Linked DNA regions of Oryctolagus cuniculus: region 2 is linked to region 1. Evidence: chromatin contacts called from public Micro-C data. All regions are on one chromosome and are shown on one strand. Each heading gives the region's core, a stretch centred on a gene start, on an enhancer-like site or on the middle of the called end of the contact. The rest is flanking DNA. Distances are from core to core; before and after follow the strand shown. Region 1 holds the start of SZRD1 (SUZ RNA binding domain containing 1). Region 2 holds the start of CPLANE2 (ciliogenesis and planar polarity effector complex subunit 2).

The links. A called contact is a pair of places that touch in the nucleus more often than the background predicts.
Region 2: a contact with region 1 is called in a Micro-C map of ear pinna, with 10 times the contacts expected there. The contact joins the promoter of CPLANE2 here to the promoter of SZRD1 in region 1. A contact is called at or near these places in 4 of 6 Hi-C or Micro-C datasets (ear pinna, psoas muscle, skin fibroblasts and 1 more).

Annotation. Positions count from the first base shown.
Region 1 is chr7:153,302,786-153,308,058 of mOryCun1.1, forward strand. SZRD1 (SUZ RNA binding domain containing 1) reads right to left here and starts at 1,309. Exons shown (of 4, transcript XM_051836577.2): 1 at 1,190-1,309. The coding sequence starts at 1,240. LOC138850723 (a long non-coding RNA gene) reads left to right here and starts at 1,190. Exons shown (of 2, transcript XR_011390874.1): 1 at 1,190-1,539; 2 at 2,827-3,139.
Region 2 is chr7:153,433,387-153,438,610 of mOryCun1.1, forward strand. It overlaps CPLANE2 (ciliogenesis and planar polarity effector complex subunit 2), which reads left to right and starts at 1,636. Exons shown (of 7, transcript XM_051836563.2): 1 at 1,636-1,796; 2 at 2,069-2,190; 3 at 4,599-4,751; 4 at 4,888-5,096. The coding sequence starts at 2,079.

The DNA of each region.
Region 1 (5,273 bases), core at 59-2,558:
GAAACCTATGTGGGTCACAAACCGTGGGCCACGCTTTTTCGGCAGGGGCGGCCCGCGGGGCGTCGGGGTGACTTAGCCTCCCTGGCACAGGGCCCAGCACCCCGCGGCCCCGGCGCTGTCTGGACGCACACGACACCTGCCCCTCCCGCGGAAAGCTCTAACTTCGCCCCAAGCCACAAGTCCAGGAGCCGGTCCTCCCCTGCGCGAAGTGGAAAAACATAAACGACCGTGACAGAAACGCTGAACCAGCGGAAAAAACCTTGAAGCCAAGTTTCGACATTCCGGCGGACAGGCGGGCAGGCGCCCACCGCCGCCCGGGCACCCACACGGACCTCCACGGTGGGCGTCCCCGAGGCAGCACCGCAGCCACCAGCGCGAGCGCACGCAGAGGTCTCGCGCCCACTCTCCCGGCGTCAGCCTCGGACCAGACCCGACACCAGCCCAACAGCACTGCATCCACCTTCCCTGCCGCTCCCGGAGGCGAACAGGAACTCCAAAATAGGTCGAACGGCCGCCTTCCCCCTCCCCTCCCGGGAAGGCGGCCCCTTCCCACCTCGCACCCCTCCCCCACCCCGGCCGGGGGTCCCCGGGACAGGGGCTGCCCGCAGGGCCCCCGGGGATCCGCCGTGCGCGGACTCCGAGCAAAAGCGAAAGAGAAAAAGCCCAGACTCGCCCACCGTGGCGGGGGATTTCAGCAGTGTGGCGCGGATCCGAGAGGACCCGGTTTCCCGCCCCCAGCCCCCGGCTGCGCCCCCGGCCGCCTCCAGGTCTGGCCAGGCCGCCCACCCCAACATGGGAGCCCCTCCTCGTCAGAGCACATGAACTTTAAAATGGTGCCCCGGCCGCGGGGGGGCCCGACGGGAAAGCACGGGCCCCCGGGGCCCAGGGCGGGCGAGCGGGCGCGGGGGCCACGAAAGCAGGCCCCGGTGCCGGGTGGGGCTCCCCGGGTGACGCGCACGCTGGGGGCTGGGGCGGAGGCAGGCGCACCGGGCAAAGGTGAGGGAGGAATTGGAACGCGGCCCCTTTAAGAGGCCTTCGCGGCGCTCAGGAACCGGGGGCCTCTCCTCCACCCCCGGCCCGGCGCAGGGGGCCCTTCCTGGGGGAGAATCATCCCCAGACCCACTCCCCGGAGGCTTCCCTCACGCCAGGTCCCGCCCGGCCCTGCCCCGGGGCGGCGGCTCCTCCTTACCCCGCTGTCTGCCGCCTCCTCCCAGCTCTCAGCGACCTCCTCATCTTCCATCTTACTCGCCGCTTTCCCTCCTCCCCCACCCCTCCCCGCGCCTGCGCCCTGAAGCGCGCCGCCGTCGCGGGCGCGGGCACGCAAGGCTTTCCTCAATGGACCCCGCCCCCTGCCTTACCCGGAAGCGGCCCCGGGCACTGGCCCACGAGTACCGGGGCTGCCATCTTGGAAGAGGGCGGGGAAGCTCGGAAGCTGCCATCTTTCTTAAGGGTAATGCGTTCTCGCTTTTACGGAGTTGGGAGTCCCAGGCGCCGTCTGTAGTCCGGAAAGTGAATTCTTTGGAACCATCTTTGCTACGGGCAGGCAATTACTGACAATTCTTGTTTTTTAAAATGAGTCGTTGTTTTCCCAAACTGCAGATGGTCGTTTCTTCAGAACTCTGAAAACATTTTTATACCTCAGCAAATGATGGAAAATACCTGTTGATGCATAAAACCGCTCACCATTTCTGTCTGATGGGGTGAAAATGGTCGCAGGATTTCCTGCTTGTAAAGCGATAGTTGAATCATTTATTATCGTTACTTTGTATCACTCGCTGCAATGTAAAACTGCTACCGTTAGTTGACATTATTGCACCTGAACTGGGACAACCAATGGGAGTCCCAGCTGCTACAGTTCTCCTGGATCTCAGCAGTTTCTATGAAATTATGCATGTGGTGTAGCGCTGTGATGTAGCAGGTGAAGCTGCCACTTGTAGTGCTGGCATCCCATACAAACGCTGGTTCAAGTCCCGGCTGCTCCACTTCCAGCTCTCTGCTAATGTGCCTGGGAAAGCAGTGGAAGACGGCCCAAGTCCTTGGGCCCCTGCACCCAAATGGGAGACCCGGAATAAGCTCCTGGCTCCTGGCTTTGGCCTGGCCCCATCCCGGCTGTTGGAGCCCTTTGGAGAGTGAATCAGCGGATGGACAATCTCTGTAAAACCATTAAAGTTAAAGACTGTCAAAGGTCAACTTCAGGTGCTTCCAATTTCAACAAGTTGCCTCATCTTACGCAAGTTTCTAAAGATTTCTGTATCTCAGTTGCCCTAAGAGTTAAAGACAGAGATGGTATTTGTAGCTATTTCAAAGGTACACTGTAAGGATTAAATGAATTACTCTGCCGAATAGCCTAGAATCCGTCTGACCCCTGGTAAAAGTTCTAAAGGGTTAGCTGTTATCATCATGGGGGTTTTCTTGCCTGCACGAGGACTATTTATAAACATATTTCACCTCTCTAGTCATTCTTTCTTTCCCAAAACACCAAAGCAAAAGGGGGAAAAAGCAAACACTCACACTGACACGGTCCTGTAGTCCTCTCGGTATAAAAAACACATCATTCACTAGTGTTACATGTTAGATGCGATAATCAGTTTATCCAACATGGAGTGTGTCTTGCTCATGTTTCTAGCATACCGTTAATCTTTCTGAAGTGACCACTTCCTGCTGTGACAATTTGCAATTTGTATGGCTAATGATTATTATGAATTCCAAGCATGTGTCCAATGTGACTGGTCTTTATTTAGAAGTTAAAGTGGCAAGTTGGCTAGTCTTCTGCTCTCTTGACTTCCTGTTTCTGAAATACAGTGTTTGTCCACTTTTCTTACCTAGATGTTTGTGGAGGAAACCACTCCCTGTATGCTGAAGATCCCCAGAGTTGATTCCCAGCCCTGGACCAGCCTGGCGTGTCCAGTTCACATGGCTAGGCTTTCACTGGCATCTCCACGTGGACATCCCATGAGCAGCTCAATTCTGTTAACTACTAATTCTGTTAACTGCTTCACCATCTTCAAGGAGAAAAGATTTTGTTTTAGTCGCTCTCTGAGACTCTATGCATTTATTCTCCTATGAACCCATTCATTGAAGTGAATTATTCTGACTGAGTCTTGCTGGGTGAAATTGTTGGATATCAACCTAAACCTTATTTCTGAGGTCTGAGTCGTTTTTTTCCAAATATAAGACGCCTGGTAGTTCAGGCTGTGTAGTTACACCTGCTACCAGCAGAGGGAGATCGTTTCTTTCAATTTTGAAGGAGCCTCAACAAAGGCGTTGTTAGTTGAGCGTTTCTTGGACAGAATTTTCAAAGACCAGAACATCAGCGATCTTGGAAGGCATTTGAGGCTGCTTCAGAGGGAATAACTTTTCTTTCACCAAGTGGGCAATCAGGAGACCAGCCCTGATTAATGAGACAGCATCTGTCACGGAGCCAGTTCCTCTCTGTTTCCCCTTCTATAAAGTGCGGGATAGGACGAGTGAGCACCAAAATTTAGGATGTAGTGGCAGTTTCTCTCTCCAAGGGAAGAGCCATCCACAGGTGTTGGCAAGGACCGTAAAGCAGGAGCCTCTGCGTCCTGTGAGCTGTGGTACAGGCCCTGTACTCATTTGGTTCATGTGTTAGGAGCTCACAGGGGAGGGGCCTGCATCATGGCACAGCCTGGTTCGCTGTCAGCATCCTGTGGCACCTTGGGCATCCTGTACTAGAACACCAGTTCTAGCCCAGGCTGCTTGGTTCTGACCCTGTTCCCTGCTTATGGGCTTGGGAAGCGGTGGATGATGGCTCCGGTACTTGGGCCCCTGCCACGCCCATGGAAACCAAAGTGGAGTTCCTGGCTCCTGCCTTCATCCTGGCCCAGAGCTGGCTGTTGCTGCCATTCAGGGAATGAACCAGCTGATGGAACATCTTTGTCTCTCCCTCTATCTCGGTCACTGTGCATTTCAAATAAATAAAGCAAATCTTTTTTTCTAAGATTTATTTATTTTATTTGAAAGTCAGAGTTACACAGAGAGAGGAGAGGCAGAGAGAGAGAGAGGTCTTCCATTTAATGGTTCACTCCCCAATTGGCCACAGTGGCTGGAGCTGTGCTGATCTGAAGCCAGGAGCCAGGAGCTTCTTCTGGGTCTCCCACGCGGGTACAGGGGCCCAAGGACTTGGGCCATTTTCTACTGCTTTCCCAGGCCATAGCAGAGAGCTGGATTGGAAGTGGAGCAGCCAGGTCTCGAAGTGGCGCCCATATGGGATGCCAGCACTTCAGGCCAGGGCGTTAACCCGCTGCACCACAGAGCTGGCCCCCCCAAATTTTTTTGAAAGAAGTACTCAATATGGTTGGTATACAACATAAAGCTGTCTGATATGTGATGGGAATGCAACAGCAAAGCCCCTAGTGAAAAAAATTTCTATTTATTGCACAAGCTGAGGTTTTTAAAACAGTTAAGAAATAAATGGCAGCTTACCAATATTTAAAATGTAGGTGACTTTTGACCCCGAGAATATCTATTGCCACTTTGTTTCTAATCACAAAAAAACTGGACACAAGTAAAGGTTCATCACTACAAGATTTGTTTATAAGAAGTCATGGTGCATCTATGAAAGGGGTAAAATCCAGCTGTGAACAAAGTTAGACAATCCTGGTGCTGAGTGATTTTAAAGAACTATAGGTAAGTTTTTAAAAAAGCAAGCAATGAGCAGCGTGTGTCTATGCTGCTCTTGGTAAGTTGTGATTTATTTGTGAGTGTATCTAGCTCTGGAGAGATACAAGGAAGTTGTAACAGTAGTAGACCTGGTGGCAGGGAGAGGTTGGCCTGGTAGCTGGGGGTGGGGGTGGGGGCTGGTGGATGGACTTAATTTTTCTTACCTATTCCAAATAAGTAAAAACACAGGAGACGGATTTCAGTGGGGCATACTTTGGATGGACTCTGGGCAGGCATCACGTGGAAACTGGTCAGGAAGGCTCCAGCCGCCTTGCTCGGCCTGGCTTCGTCCCTCCTCTCCAGCCACGTCCCATTCGGTCTTCACACCGCAGAGATGGTCCCGAAACACCACTGTGGACGCCTGGCCTCTCTGCCTGCCGTCACTGTGACCTAGGGGGTCACGTCCAGCCTTCGTCCTGGCATTCCAGGCTGTAAGTACCCTGGTCTCGGTTCTGTCGTGCCCCGGACTTTCGGAAGCAAGGTAGAGTTCCAGAGTAAGAGGGCGAGACCCTCTGGATCCGGGCCCTGCCTGTGATGGTGCTTCGGTGAGCTGTTTGACCCTCGTGTGCCTCCGCTTCTTCATCTGTGAA
Region 2 (5,224 bases), core at 386-2,885, 130 kb after region 1:
CAGGTTTTTCTGCTTCAGGTCGAGCTTCCTGCGAATGCGCACCCTGGGAGGCGGCAGGTGATGGCTCAAGTGCTTGGGTCCCTGCCGCCCACGTCGGGGACCAGGATGGAGGTCCTGGCTCCTGACTTTGTCCTGACCCAGCCCTGGCTGTTGAGGCCATTTGGGGAGTGACCCAGTGGGTGGAAGGTCTGTGAATAACCCTGCCTCTGAGTGAATGGGCTATAAGAGCCGTGCAGGTGAGCCGGGCGTCTGGGCGAGGAATGGCTCCTTGCGCCTCTGCCTCGCTGTGGGGCAAGCAGGATGGGGGACAGCACCCTGTCTTCGCATCCTTGTCCCCTCCCACCCCCCCGGTGGGCCTCCATGATTTGTGGGTTGCTGGCCCCCTGGCTGATTCCAGCCTCACTGGGAACAGCCCTTCTGGTGGCTGGGGCAAAGTTTTTGGTTTTCTTTTTAAAAAAGATCTATTTTAGTTATTTGGAAGGCAGAGTTACTGAGAGGGAGAGACACAGATCTGCTGGTTCACTCCCCAGATGGCCACAATGGCTGCGGCTGGGCCTGAGCCAGGCAGAAGCCAGGAGCTTCTTCTGGGTCTCCCACATGGGTGCAGGGGCCCAAGCACCTGGGCCATCCTCCACTGCTTTCCCAGGCATATTAGCAGGGAGCTGAATTGGAAGTGGAGCAGCCAGGACTTGAACCAGCACCCTTATTGATACTGGCATCGCAGGCAGTGGCTTCACCTACTATGCCACAGCACTCGCCCTGGGGCAAAGTTTTGTGTTTTTTTTTTTTTTTTTTTTTTTTAATTATTTATTTGAAAGGCAGAGTTGTAGAGAGGCAGAGGCAGAGAGAGAGAGGTCTTCCCTCTGCTGGTTCACTCCCCAAATGGCTGCAACGGCCGGAGCTGCGCCGATCTGAAGCCAGGAGCCAGGAGCTTCCGCCGGGTCTCCCACGCAGGTGCAGGGACCCAAGCATTTGATCCATCTTCCACTGCTTTCCCAGGCCACAGAAGAGAGCTGGATCAGAAGTGGAGCAGCCGGGACCCGAACCGGCGCCATATGGGATGCCGACACTCAGACGGCGGCTTTCCCCACTGCGCCACAGCGCCGGTCCCGGCAAAGTTTTTAAAAACCTGAAACCCAGTATGGGGAAACAGACATGGACTGCTACGTGACTGAGGGAGAATGCCATTGCTCCAGGCTGCTTTATAAATGAGGCGACCTCTACAGCCCTCGCTGCTGGCACAGCCCTTCAGTGAACGGGAACTCCTAGGTCAGGCTTAGCAAGGCAGGCACACGCGCGACTCGAAGGCACTGCAGGAAATCGACGACAAACTGATGGACAGCGTTCGCCGAGCGGCCCCTCCGCAGCCGGTGCACCCAGCGGGCGTTGGCGCCGCCGGCCCACTGCCCGGCGTCCAGCAGTGGCGCGGGGCCGCAGGCTGGGAGCTGGGAGGTCCGCCGCAGGCGGGCAGGCGCTGGTCCGCGCTGGCGTTCCCAGCTTCGGAGCGGCAAGGAAGGGCCCTGGGCGGAGGCCCCGACCTGACGTCACCGCCCGCGGGCTCGGGCGCCCAACCGCCGCGCAGCGGCCGGCGTTAGCGGGCCCCGCCCCGGCGTCCCCATGGCAACGGCCTCTGCACATGCGTCCTGAGCCCCGGCGCCTGGCCGGGCGGCGCGCGCGCCGAAGCCGGACGCAGGCCTGGCGGAAGCGGACCCGGCGGGCCGGGCAGGGAGCTCAGCGCAAGGCTTTTAAAGAGACCGTCGCCACCGAGGCGTTCTCGCCAGCGCGTGTGGCTGACGGTGAGAGCTGGGGGGTGGCTCCCGGAGTCGGAACCCAGGAGGGAGAGGAGCAGGGCTGTGTGACCCCCGAAAACGGCTCCCGCTCCCCCTGCCCAGGGAAATAAAGGGATGACTCCCCGGGGCGGGGTGCGGGGTGACACGGAGGAGGGGGCGCTCGGAACTGCGCCCTCTGCGCTGGGAGAGGCGGAGGGGACTAAGAGGGGTCCCGGGTCCCCTCTCCCCCCCTGCCCGCTCTCAGCACCCTGCCGCCCCCTCCCACCCACCCCCGCCAGGGTGCCCAGCATGGCTCGCCCGCCCGCGCCCGGCTCGGCCATTGTCCCAGACTGGCACGAGAGCCCCGAGGGCAAGGAGTTCCTGGCCTGCGTCCTGCGCAGGAGCCGCCGGCGGCTGTTCGGTGAGTGCCCGCGGCCGCGCGTCCCTCCGTGGGGAGCCTGCGCCCTCGCGTGCTCAGCCGTGGGCCCCCGGGACCCTGATCCCTCAGCGGATTCCACCGTCGGGGCCAGGAGCACGGGAACAGCCCAAATCCCGCCCAGCGCGGCGGCCGCGGCGGACACGCTGACCGCGGGGGCACCTCGCGCTCCCCGCGCGGATCGCGCCCCGACCCCTGGTCTGTGTCTGTGGGAGAAGACGCAGCTCCCCAGGACGGAGCCAGCGCCAGCGCGCCCCAAGGTCTGGGCCCGCACGTTAGAAGCTGCCAGCCCTTAGCCCGCAGAGCTGCGTGCACACATCCGGGGCTCTGCGCGGCTGATTGGTGGTAACTGAGACACTTTCGTAAGGAAGGCGTCGTGGAAGGCCGTGCTCTTCTATCGAGGAATTCCAACACGTGTGTTAGTGGTGCCAGCGAGAACCATCTCATGCATCACTCTTCAAATAGGGGTTAAAGCCCTGGCCTGAAGCGCCGGCATCCCATATGGGCGCTGGTTCTAGTCCCCGCTGCTCCTCTTCCAGTCCAGCTCTCTGCTGTGGCCCGGGAAGGCAGTGGAGGATGGCCCAAGACCTTGGGCCCTGCACCCACCCACATGGGAGACCAGGAGGAAGCACCTGGCTCCTGGCTTCGGATCGGCGCAGCTCCGACCGTAGTGGCCATTTGGGGGGTGAACCAATGGAAGGAAGACCTTTCTCTCTCTCTCACTGTCTAACTCTGCCTGTAAAAAAAAAAAAAAAAAAAAAAAAAAAACACCTGGGTATTACTTGGAGTGGGCCAAGGCCCAGCCTGTAGCGCTAGTGTGGGGGCAGACCCTGTCCTCCAGGGTCCTGTTCAAGGGCAGAGTCTGCCCCAGGGGCCTCTGGACAGCAGGAGATGCCAGTGCTGCAGTGCAGGGGCCGCACTGAGTGGCAAAGGACCAGAGTCCTCTGAGCCTTTGTGTCCAAGCTCCAGGGTTTCCAAACCAGACCTTGAGCGGCTGATGGGCTGTCCTGATCCTAGGAACCTCAGGTGGTGATCCTTGTGCCTTTGGTCGCTGGGCTTAAGCCCTTTGCTACACGTGATAGGTAATGAACCGAAGTTTGTGGGTAAGGGTAACTCTTATTTATTAATTTTTTTAGAAGTTGGTCAAATTCAAAGTATGACTTTCGCCTGTGGCCACTGAAACTTTACTTCCTGTGGGCTGGGCTGGAGGGAGGGTCACCCAGACCCCACCACTGCCTAGCCCTGCGACCATGAATAACTCAGGTCTGTCCTCTGTAAAGTGGGTGTCCACAGTGTTTGCCCCATAGAGCACCCGAGGAAGGGAAGGAGGCACACGTGGACGCCGCCCCGAGCAGGGCCCACCGAGGGTCACCTGTCACTGCCCCTGCGGCTGTGTGCGAGTAGGTGGAGCCGATGTCCTGGGAGTAACACAGAGCCACTGTTTCCTGGACCACAGTCAGGGTCAAGTTGCTGGACTGGCGGAAAGTGGTGACTTTGCAGTGTTTTCACCAGCAAATGCCATGAGGGTTTTTTTTTTTTTTTTTTTTAAGATTTTACTTATTTATTTGAGAGGTAGAGTTACATACAGTGAGAGGAAGAGACAGAGACAAAGGTCTTCCATCCACTGGTTTACTCCCCAAATGACCGCAATGGCCAGAGCTGAGCCAATCCAAAGCCAGGAGCTTCCTCCAGGCCCACGCAGGTGCAGGGGCCAAGTGCTTGGGCCATCTTCTGCTGCTTTCCCAGGCCATAGCAGAGAGCTGGATCAGAAGAGGAGCAGCCGGGACTGGAACCGGCGCCCACATGGGATGCTGGCGCTTCAGGCAGAGGATGAACCTCCTGCGCCACAGCGCCTAAGGTCCTTAACCGCTGAGCATACCCACCTGAGTGTGTCATTATGACCCCTGACCCCTGACCCCCGCCCAGAAAGGTCGAGAACAGCGAAGAACTACCAGCGGATCCACTGCAGGAACGGAGGCCGGTCTCTTCGTGTCTCAGGCTTCCGTAAAGCTGGCGTGAGAGCGTCTGGCCTAGAAGTGGTGCCGGGTTAGGACACCTGCGTCCCAGCCTGCAGTGCCTGAGTTTCATCCCCAGCTCAGCGCAGGGAGGCAGCAGATGAGGCACAGGGAGGCTCAGGCAGTGGGGTCCCTGGTCCCTGCCACGGGCTGAGCCTTCAGTTCCTGACCCCGGCCCCGGCCCGGCCGCAGCAGATGCTTAGAGAGGAGTCGAGGGGGTCTCTCTCCTTGCCTGTCTCTCACTGGGATAAATGTTGACACCCACGAAAGGGGGGTCAGCCCTGAAGACGCCCGTGGAGGTGCGGTTGTCCGTCCTGGGGTCCCAGGCGGCAGGTGCACGGTTGGCCCTCTGACCCTCTGCTGCCCTCCGTACACCAGGGCTGCTTGAACGGCCAGTGCTGCCCCCGTCTGTGGCCATTGACACTGCCAGCTACAAGGTCTTCGTGTCTGGGAAGAGTGGCGTGGGCAAGACAGCGCTGGTGGCCAAGCTGGCCGGCCTGGAGGTGCCGACGGCGCACCACGAGACCATCGGTGAGTGAGTGCGGCCCCACCCTTTGCCCACCTTCCAGGCCTCCTGGGGTGGACGAAGTGACCTGGTCCTGGGCCGAGTGAGCCAGGCTTCATCGCCTTCACGGCCGCCCTGAGCGCCGCTTTTCCTCTCTGACAGAGCCTTCCTTGGCTCCTCTGTCCCCAGCGGGTAGCGGTACCAAGCCCGTGGGCTGCTGCTGGAGACGCGGCGGGCACCCCGGAAAGGCCCAGCTTCCTTGTGTCTTCCCGCTGGAGGCTGCACGGCCCCTGGTGCCCCGGGTGTGGGCCCTGTGCAGGCAGGGACGCTGCTTCGGCACAGCCAGGGCTCCCAGGCCGGAATTCTCCCAGGTCAGGGGCTGTGCCTGCCCCCATCAGACCAGGGCTACCCCCGCGGGGAGGTATCTCCTTCTTCCTCCTTCCTGGTCCCCCTCCCCCCTCCCCCCTCCCCATGCTGAACAGCCGACCTCTGCCCTCCT